2 separate regions of the Sus scrofa genome follow, and region 1 is linked to region 2. A link is a contact called in public Hi-C data. All regions are on one chromosome and are shown on one strand. The core of a region is the stretch at or near the end of the contact, and the rest is flanking DNA. Distances in the headings are between cores, read along the strand shown.

Evidence for each region. Hi-C and Micro-C count contacts between places; a contact is called where the count stands out from the background.
Region 1: a contact with region 2 is called in a Hi-C map of skeletal muscle, with 2.8 times the contacts expected there. The contact joins two enhancer-like sites. A contact is called at or near these places in 1 of 5 promoter capture datasets (liver), 5 of 47 Hi-C or Micro-C datasets (fetal liver, liver, retroperitoneal adipose tissue and 1 more) and 1 of 2 datasets of contacts at active chromatin or transcription factors (skeletal muscle).

Annotation. Positions count from the first base shown.
Region 1 is chr16:48,784,069-48,789,040 of Sscrofa11.1, reverse strand. All of the region lies in intron 4 of ZNF366 (zinc finger protein 366), which reads left to right. Among named protein-coding and RNA genes, the nearest start is that of MRPS27, 140 kb to the right of the region's middle. Within about 2 kb of position 3,065, at least 10 of the 83 cell types and tissues checked have an H3K27ac peak or open chromatin away from gene starts, as enhancers often do. A contact at or near this core is called in retroperitoneal adipose tissue and skeletal muscle, where this site is marked.
Region 2 is chr16:48,707,392-48,712,952 of Sscrofa11.1, reverse strand. It overlaps ZNF366 (zinc finger protein 366), which reads left to right. Exons shown (of 11, transcript XM_021076720.1): 11 at 1,526-4,294. The coding sequence ends at 2,049. Among named protein-coding and RNA genes, the nearest start is that of MRPS27, 68 kb to the right of the region's middle. Within about 2 kb of position 2,117, at least 36 of the 83 cell types and tissues checked have an H3K27ac peak or open chromatin away from gene starts, as enhancers often do. A contact at or near this core is called in retroperitoneal adipose tissue and skeletal muscle, where this site is marked.

The sequences.
Region 1 (4,972 bases), core at 1,816-4,315, 75 kb before region 2:
ACTAGTCAGGTTTGGAACCCACCGAGCCACAGTGGAAACTCTCAAGAGGCCTAACTCTAATAACACCTTGCTATGGCACCTGTGAAGCTCAACTACCCTTTCTGGCTTCAGTCTGTTAACATTCCAAATCAGTGTTCAAAGATTTTGAGTCAAGGTAGTGAAATAGGAATTCCTATTGTGTGTGGCTCAGCAGGTTAAGAACCCTACTAGTATCCAGTGAGATTGCAGGCTCCATCCCTGGCCTTGCTCAGTGGGTTAAGGATTCAGCATTGCTGCAGCTATGGAGTAGGCTGCAGATGATGCTCTGATCTGGCATTGCCGTGGCTGTGGCCTCAGCCAGCAGCTGCAGCTGGGACTTGACCCCGAGCCCAGGAACTTCCATGTGTCACAGGTTCGGCCCTAAAAAAATAAAAGAAAGATAGCAAAGTAATCACATGAATATCTTTCCCTACTCTAATATGAACACATAGAAATGGTGATACAAATGGAATATAAAACACTAAAAATAAAATGTGTTATAACGGAATTCTCTTGTGATACAGCAGGTTAGGGATCCAGCGTTGTCACTGCAGTGGCTTGGGTAGATTGGCACAGGTTTGATCACTGGTTTGGGAACTTCCATGTGCCTCAGGCATGCCCCCCCCCTGCAATGTATGTTATACCAAGGTGTTCAGGACCCGATTTTAACATGGGAGGGGGAGGTGGGGCTGGTTTCCATACACTATCAAGCAATTCTTGGTCCTACAACTCAATTCTAACACCGTACCTGAAGATAGGGTCAGATCCCACTAGTTAAGGGCTCAGTCCCACAAGACTGACCCCCAACTCATGTCAAACATGAACTGAAAAGTCCAGGTTGTCACATATGCTTCTGACCAAACTGCTTAGATCAGAGGGGCCCAGACCCCCTCCTCAGGGTCAATAAATTTGCTACAGTGATTCCCAGAACTCAGAAGTTTACTTATTAGATCACTGGTTTATTATAAAAAGGTCTAACTCGGGAACAGCCAGATGGAAGAGACCCATAGGACAAGGTATGGGGAAAGGTCGAGGAGCCTCTCTGAATGTCCGTGTATTCCCCAACCTGGAAGCTCTCTGAACCCCGGCCTTCTGTGTTTTCATGGAGGCTTTCTTTCCTAGGTATGATGTAAATCATTGGCCATTCGCTATTGATTCAGCCTCCAATGTCTCCCCTTCTGGATGTGGGGGCGTGTTGGGGGGAAATGAAAGCTCCAGCTCTCTGATCGCATGGTTGGCTACACTGCAACCAGCCCCCACCCTTAGACACCCTCCAAAAGTCATATCATTTACAGAAAAAAGACACCTTTTCACTTATACCACTTTGGAAATTCCAAATGTTTTAGGACCTCTGTGTCAGAAACTGTGGAGCAAGACCAAATATACATATTTCGTGTTACAAATCATAATATCACTCATGTTCAGAAACTAAAGGAAAACTCTCTTTTTAAAATTAAAAAAAAAGCAAATGTGGCTCAGTGGTTAACAAACCCGACTAGTATCCATGAGGATGTGAGTTTGGTCCCTGGCCTCTCTCAGTGGGTTAAGGATCCGTCATTGCCAAGAGCTGTGGGTGTAGGTCACAGACGCAGCTCGGATTCTGAGTTGCTGTGGCTGTGACATAGGCCAGCAGCTGTAGGCAGCTCCAATTCAACCCCTAGCCCCTAGCCTGGGAACCACCATATGCTGCAGGTGCAGCCCTAAAAAGACTAAATAAATAAACAAATAAACAAACTTATGAATCTGAACTTAAAAAAAAACAACAACGAATGTTTGGCAAGTTGAAGTCATGGGATGTGTGGAAAGTAGGTTCCAAAGTTCCTTTGGAAGTGGGGCCAAGTGAATTCTGTGCCTCTTGGTGGACCAGCTTCCCTGGGTTAATCAGGGTGCTGGGACAGCACCTCCACACAGGAACTGGGTTTGAAATAGTTGTGCCTGACCACCCAGCAATGGCCAGACATGTTACACTTGCTAGAGGGGCACAGACTGGAACTGGAGTCTCTGACTTCTGAGCCACCATACCATGGTGCTCAACCCTTACAGTCCAAGGACCTGTGACTACTCAGTTCCCAGGTAGCCCTGGAATTCACATCATTCTCAAGATCAGCCCCAGGGATCTGGTTGTTAACTAAGCCTGAGGCTCCAGATTTCTTTGTGTAGTGCCCACTCCATACTGCCACCCCACCATTTGAGCATATACCTCCAAAATCTCAGTTTGTTTACTAATTACACACAAGCACTCATATAAGTTCATTATAAAACATACACAAAAGAAATTTTTAAAAGGATGGAAAAAAAGTAATAAATTACAATGGCCCTATTCGATCATGAGCAGATATCAGCTGATACTAGTGGAGGTTTTCATTACTGACATAGGCTATAAATCTGTATTTCAAAAATTTTTCTTAATTGTGTTTTATTATTTTCAGCAGGCGCTTTTTGCAGATCTGATTAGATTATATTGTTTTTACTTTGTAATGTGGATGGAGTAGGAAAAATGTCAGCTCTGCCATTTTCTTGTTCATTGCTTAAGCGTGCACTATTAATATTCTATTCAATTTGTAATTTTTTGGCAGGAATATTTTTAAGCCAATTGTTCAGATTGTTAGTTGGCAACATACAAGCTATATTATGTTACAACACACTGAAAGCTAATAAAGGAATGATGGTATAAGGGTCAAACACTTGTTATGGAATCCCCAGTTTTTACTCAGCATAACTCCACACTGTGACCTGTAACCATCTTACATGTGGACCAAGTGAGGGCGCCAATGTCATTAGAGGTATATTAAACGTTGATAAATTTCTTATGGGGGAGGATGAATAGAAATATCTTTGGAAGTTCTGCCCAGCCTTCTTTAGAGACCAATGAGTTGCATTTTCCATTCGCGAACTCAAGTTGGAGATTCTGGCAAGAGTACGAACAGTCATTTAAAGGGGTATTATGCTACTGTTAACTAAGCACTCTCCACTCTAACATACACTATTTCCATATGCCATCTCAGATATCTCCTTGCCCAGAGGCTGACAGGGGCTTAAGAGAATTCAATTTTATCTCAGCAGAGGGCGTCCCTTCCTTCTAGGAACATAGCAAACCCTTAGCAACAAGAGGCTGTCCTGAGACCTGGGGCCTGTGAAAAGAGGTCATGAGAGTATCCTCTATGTCTAGAAGGGTTGAATGAAGCACACTCATTATCAATTATTCATTTCCTGGGGAAACTGAAGTCTACAGAACTGCTCAGAATTTCATGGTTAGCTGATGACTAAACCAGCCCCTGAACGTAGGCCTCCCACTCTCTGCCCGGTGTACTCTCTAATATTCCTTCCTCACGGCCCTCTGATATGCACTTGTTAAGCAACTGTAATGCTAGCCCATTTTCACCTCATGTATTTATTGATATATATGAGTTTTAATCTATCATTTTATGATTTCACTATACCCAGCTTCTTTTATGATTCTCTGTCTTTTGTTTTCTGACTTCTTTTGGTTTGACTAGGATTTGTTTATCATTATTTTTTCTTCTTTACTATTTTGGAAGATTTACACTAGTTATTTCTTCCTTTAATGCTTAGCTTAGAAACTATTTTTTAAATATTTATATTTTAATTTTAACCTTTCATTGTTAACTTATCTAAATCTGGTACAAATACTAATCTTTATCATTGGCCTGTACAATTCAGAAACATAAGAACGCTTAAACTCCTTTTACCAACATCCCAACTTGTTTGCTATTGTTGTCAAAATGTTAAATTCTCCGTAGTTTTAAAATTCTGTAGATACTTTAATTATTATTATTATTATTATTTTTGCTCTTAATTTTTTCCTGTATCCCATACTTTGCATCTGGATCATTTTACTTTATCCTGGTATACATCTTTTAGAATTTCCCAAACTCTCTCATTAAAAAAATCCTTTGCTCATCTTTATTGAGATTTCTAGATAGATAGATAGATAGGTAGATAGATATAGATATAGATATATAGATAGATAGATAAAACTGGGAATCAAATTCTAAGCAGGCAGTTGTTTTCTTTCAGCATGTTAATGATACGTTTTACTGTCTTGTGACTTCCATCACTTATTTTTAGAAGCCAGCTGTCAATTGATTTTTATTTGTATTTTAATATATAGCATATATACAGTTTCTTTGGCTTCCTTTGGGTTTACTGTGATGTGTCTGGGAGTACTGAGTAGATACATTGCATAGAAACAATTAGGCTTCTTGAATCTATGGATTGATGTATTTAATTATTTCTGAAAATTCTCAGCTATTCTATCTTAAAAAGTTATTACCTCTGGCTCTCTGTCTTCCTCAAACATAGACTCTTCTTCAAACAAGAATCTATTTCTCACTCTCTCTCTCCTTCAAGCATAGCAAGGCAGTTTTATAGTTTGTGGCTAATAATTTCAACAGACATTAACTCCAGTGCTTATGAGCCTATTTTAATTGTCTGTTGTTTCTGCTGGTTCTTGGTCAGCATATTTTGTTACCCTGTATGACTGGTGATTTTTGACAGTGTGTTGGGCATTGAATTTTAAAAATTATTTGTAAGAATAATTTGAGGCTTAACATTATAGTGTCTTTTTCTAAAGAGGATTTTCATTTGCCTCTGCCAAATACCTGAGGTCCTACCAGTCTGGAACCATTTCAAGCCAAGTTCAAAGCTTGAGATTCCAGATAACATAAAACCAGAAGGGAGTTCTTTGCAGGACTTGGTTTACTTATGATTCAACTTACCAGAAGCTGCAGGTCTTTGGGGCCCAGTTTAAATTGGAGGTAGTTAATTAGAATCCCTACCTCTGGTAGGTTGCAGGTCTTACCTTTTTCTCCCTGCCCCCAGGAATTTGTCAAAAGTACAATTCAGTTTTGCAGCAGTTTCTTTAGGATTGGCAAATGCTCATAGGGAAGAATCAGATTTGAACGTCAATCTTGTACTCTTATTTCTTCTAGAA
Region 2 (5,561 bases), core at 868-3,367:
TTCACCTACAAAAGGTGTTAGCATTTCTGCGCTCTGGTTTTTGAAACGGCTCAAAAATAATGACCCAGATGAAAAAGACCCTCCCTGTGCCGCTGACAAGATTAAAGTTACAGGCAGCTTCATTGCCTGACAACACCATAAAGTGGGCAGTGTTGGCATCAGCATCCTTCGTGTGTTCCCACCCCAGAAGCCTGGTTCTTCTGTGCAGCAGGGTCTGGCTGCACCCGAACCGCTCCCTTGCATTTCTGTCCTCAGTCGTGCCCACTGATGCCTTGGGACCTGACTGTTGGCTCCCCACGGGGAAGAGACCTTGAAGATAAAAAATGGTGGAGCCTCACCACATGTCTGCTGGCTACTGAAAAGTCCATCCCTACAGGGGCCTTCAAACTGAAACTAAAAGTGAGACCCTGTCATGTCACTATGCCCGACAGCAGGAACACTTGTGGTTGGGCACAGGGGCTCTTGAGCGCCTCAAAGGCCCTTCCTGTGCCCTACATACTCCGTCTATGCTTAGGGGGCCCAGTTATGGGGTAGCCTCTTTGGCCCCAAATGGGATATCTGGGGTTTTTTCAAAATAAAAATAACTTTTTAAAAATTATCATTGTAGGAGTTCCCATTGCGGCTCAGTGGTTAACTAACCCGACTAGTATCCATGAGAACACAGGTTCGATCCCTAGCCTTGCTCAGTGGGTTAAGGATCCGGTGTTTGCCGTGAGCTGTGGAGTAGGTCACAGACCCCCATTTGATTTCGTCAAATCGGAGCTGTGGCGAAGGTCAGCAGCTACAGCTCTGATTTGACCCCTAGCCTGGGAACCTCCACATACCATGGGCGTGGCACTCAATAGACAAAAGACAAAAAAAAAAAATTATTACGATAAAATAGGTGCTCTCTGTTAAAAATGAAAAGACGTATATTCAAAGTGAATAGAAAAATGTAAAAATCACATCACAGATTTTGGCAGACATCCTTCCAATTTTTAATAGATAAAATTGAGTCTACACTATAAATATATAGGATAAATAAGATATATAATTTTAAAATTATATAGAGAATCCCTCTCATGATCAAGAGCAGGTCTCTACATCTTCTGCACATGGAAGTACCTTCTACACACGTAGTACCTTCATTGTATGGAGGTGCTGTTATTTATTTAACCAATCCTGTTGTTAAATTGATGAATTGTTTTCAGTTTCCCTGTTGAAAAAAATGTGGCGATGAGCATCCTTATACATACATTGTGTGCATCTGCCAGACTATTTTCACAGCTTAACTTCTCAGCAGTGTAATTGCCAAGTCAAAGGTGTACTTATTTTTAAAGCTCTTGGCGCATGTTGCCTAATTCCCCTGAAAGGAGTCATACCGAGGCAGACCCTGTGACAAGGCCCACCTCTCTGCAGGCTTCCTGGAGATTATCTATTTTTAAAACGTAAAATCAAGCCCCACTACCCGCCCCCGGTTCCAGGCAGCGCGCCCTCTCGGCGTCCTGACCCTTTCCCGGGCCTGACGGTGCCTTTGCTCTGGCAGGTTTTGGAAGGGGGAGACTTTCCCTGGCGCAGACGGCGGGGGGCCTGAGGAGCCTGGAGCAGGAGGAGCCCTTCGATCTGTCCCAGAAGCGCGGGGCCAAGGGCCCGGCCTCCCAGTCGGACGGGGAGAGCGCCAGGGGCAGCTCCTGCCACGAGGAGGAAGACGACGACCACTGCTACGAGGCGGAGCGGGACAGCCCGGGCCTCGGTCCCTGCAGCCCGCCGCTCTGCGCGCCCCAGGACCTGTCCGCCAAGCCCGCGCCGGGCCCCAGGGAGGAGGCGCAGGCGGAGGAGGACGCGCCGCAGGGGGACCGCCAGCTGCAGAGCCGGGACAGCCCTGGGCCGGAGCGCGGCCAGGACAGAGAGTTGGCCGGCAGAGACGAGTGTCCTGGCTTCCGGGCCCTGCAGAGCGCGCGGCGGGGCCCCTCCTTTTCTGATTACCTGTACTTCAAGCACAGAGACGAGAGTTTGAAAGAATTACTGGAGAGGAAAATGGAAAAACAAGCAGTGCTTTTAGGGATCTAAGTGGACGGTTTCAAAATTACACTTGGAAAATAAGAACTAGGTGGTGCAAATACAGCTTTCCGCATGAGCTCGTTTTTGCTGGAGATGGGAGAAGGGCAGGAATCTTTACAAATGGCTCAGGCTAAAGGAGCAGGGACGTCCTCAGTCGTGTAAATGCTTCTCAGGTCATTAATTGGGCCCTTGATTTTTAGCACACGTGCAGGGTCTCCTTCAGTGTTATTTCACAGATCTCTAGTGTAGTAAACTGTGCTGTTCTTCCGGACATCATAAACTGATGCTGAGGTGCTTTTAGAAATTCCATTTTCTATTGACTAATAGGCAATACATGGTAAATTCCTTTCTAGTTGCAAAAATATGGTGCTTGACACATCACCTTATTAATGACTCTTCAGTTGAATGTGTGAAAGCTATAATATTTTTCCAGATAGATGAAAATATTAGTAGTTGTGCATAGTATAAAAACTGCTTTATTAAATAATCAAAACATAACAGAAATGACACAGGAGGGTGAGTTATGGAAGAGAAGGTTCTCATGTAGTTGCTGCAGATATACAATTTCAGGAGAATGTGAATCATTGTGATGAAGGAAAAATCAGCAATACTTAGATTCCTGCCTGAGTCTGCCTTGTTCCGCTTCTGCTGCCTTCATCAGACACGGCATTTGGAGCACATTTTCAGGTGGCCTGACAGTGCTCAGTGACTGCAAGTTCACCCTTGTGTCCTGAGCAGAGCTGCCTCCTGGAGACCTTGCTCCAAGGCTTCGTGCCCCGTAAAGCAGCTTCAGGAAGAGTTGTAACCCCAGGAACAGTGGGTTTCTCCTCAGTGCTGGAGCTGGGAGTTCTCCCTGAAATCTAAGCTCTAACCTGTTTGGAGTAGAGCTCTCCAGCTCTACTCCAGCTCTTAGGATCCTGCTACATATTCATTCTTCCAGCAGCCAGGTGTTGAAGACCTGCAGATTTCCAGTTTGTTCTCCGTGCACTGAGCTGGAATAGGAACTAGGAAATCTGGAATAGCAAGCTCTAAGTGTTTCCACCCAAAACGAATCATGTGGAAATGTTTGAGGAACAAGTTAATGTCGGGATGGAGAGAGCATGGTCTAGAATGGTGGTTTCCACACTATGCGTTGAGAAGCCAGAGGTCCCTCTTAGGCCGTCTGGAGCTGCAAGGGGAGGAGCAATTCCTAGCCGTCGTTACCACCTCACTCAAAGCGGCTCAGATTCCATCTGTTTTACATGTTAGCCTTCCAAGTAAAATTCCCCTTGGAGGAAGAAAAAAGGGTCTAGAAAAAGTAATAAAAATTGTCATGGAATGTATTCTAAAGCCTGTTTTTAGTTCTTGACTCTGGGATTGAGAAAATCAGTTATAAGTGGATGGTTCACATGCACTGACCTTTTGAGAGCCAAGCTAAAACCTTGGTTTTGCAAGTGATCAGCATCCTAGTTTGCCTGGGACAACCTGGGTTTATACCTGTTGTCCCTAGGTGGTTACTAAGAGTGTCACCTTAACGCTTAAAAGTGTTCCAGTCTGGGTGGTAAATTATATGGACACCCTGTGTATAAGTGCAGTGCTCAAGGAAGGCATGGCCAGCCTTGCCCAAGGAGCAAATTTTCCAGCGTGCAAGCCTGAGAGAGCAGCCTTGAGGCCATCCTCAACAAGTAAGAGATGACGCCAACCAGGATCATCAGCACCCCAAGGGCCAGGATAGCTTGACCTTCAGCACATTGCAACACTCTGAACACAGGTCACTACCAAATGCTTTCCAGGCTTTTGACCACTCTCTTTGAACCAACCAACCCAGCCAAGCGGCATATTTCTCTTTTAACCTTTTTATTCAGGTAGCGCCCTCTTGTTGCCTTTCAACTCATTCTCTCTTTTTAAGAATTTGACTGCCCACCGGCTGTGAGACTGAGGCTGACCTTCCACAGCTCTGCAAGGGTAACTGGTATATTTGTATATGAGTAGTTGCATGAAACAGCCCAATGTGCATACTGTATTTATTAAGCCCTGAAGGCATTTAATAAAATATTAACATCGTGTTTTGAATTATGATCTTTGTCTGCTTTGCTGGAACAAAATGTAACAGAGCTAACATTTAAAATCCTTCACATATTTGGACAATATGACACCAAATGTTGATTTTGTACAGAATCCTGCCTTGCTATTTAAAACTAAAATTCCAAATATGTAGCAACCCAAGTTGTGAATATTGCTTTCTGCTTCAATGAGAAAGTAGTTTACCTAAAAAATGGCATGTAACCTATATTTTGTTAATTTAAGCAAATAAAGACATGTTGAAAAAACCGAGTTAATTATTTGCACATACCTGAAATTTTGTGAGGAAGCTGCCTCAGTGTCTCACTTCTGTCCTCAGAACCCTTACCAGAGCCAAGGGTGGTGCCCTCAGCCCTGTGAGACACAAGTGTTGGCTCTTCCCTCCCTCAGCCTTCAGAAAGGATTCGTGAACCTCAGCCCATTGGCAGCCAGGTGACAGCTTCCTCATCTTCTTCTCTTTGGGTCAGAAAAATTGGAAGTTCTGGAGGGTGCCGTGGGGAAGTTAGAGGCAAGATTGCCTTATCTATTTATTTATTTTTGGCCACACCCACAGCAGGTGGAATTTCCTGGGCCAGGGATCAGACCTGTGCCATAGCAGCAGCCTGAGCCACTGCAGTGACAACACCAGATCCTTAACCCACTCAACCACCAGGGAACTCCAGGATTGCCTTATTCTGCGTCAAGTTCGTCATATAATAAAGTTCAACCAAAAGCAGTATACTCTCAGGGGCAAGAGTGCATATTATGGTGCCGGGTTCCTGGGTTCAAAGCCAAGCTCTCCTACTTCTGATCTTTGGGAGCTGAAATCAGTTTGCGAACCTCTCTCCGTGCCTCAGTCTCCTCACTTGTAAAATGGGACTAGGAACAGTGCCTTCCTCAGCAGATTGTTTTGTGGGTTCAATGAGCTGATGTATGAAGGTGCTCATGGGCCTGGCTCACATTGTGTGCTGTGTAAGAATTAGCCCTTATGTGAGTTCCCACTGTGGCTCAGTGGTAACAAACCTGACTAATATCCATGAGGATGCGGGTTCAATCCCTGGCCCCGCTCAGTGGGTAAAGGATCTGGCGTGGCTGTGGCCTAGGCCCACAGCTGCAGTTCCGATTCAACCCCTAGCCTGGGAACTTCCATATGCCTCAGGTGTGGCCCTAAAAAGACCAAAAAAAAAAAAAAAAATTAGCCCTTATCATTACCATCAATGAAGTGGCCAGAACACTGAACACAGCTCCCCCTCCTTAACCAAGCCCTCATAAAGTGTATCATCATGGAAAGGTGTCCATTTCTGAGAGTGGCCCTTTTAAGGTTTATATGCTGCTCTGTGCTGAGCACTGTGCCAGATGATTTACACACACGATCTCACTTAAGCCTCACATAGCCCCGAGAGGCAAACGTGGCTATCTCCGGTTTACCGTCGAGGAAATGGAGGTTCAGGAAAGTGAAGTAACTTGCTCTGGATTATTCA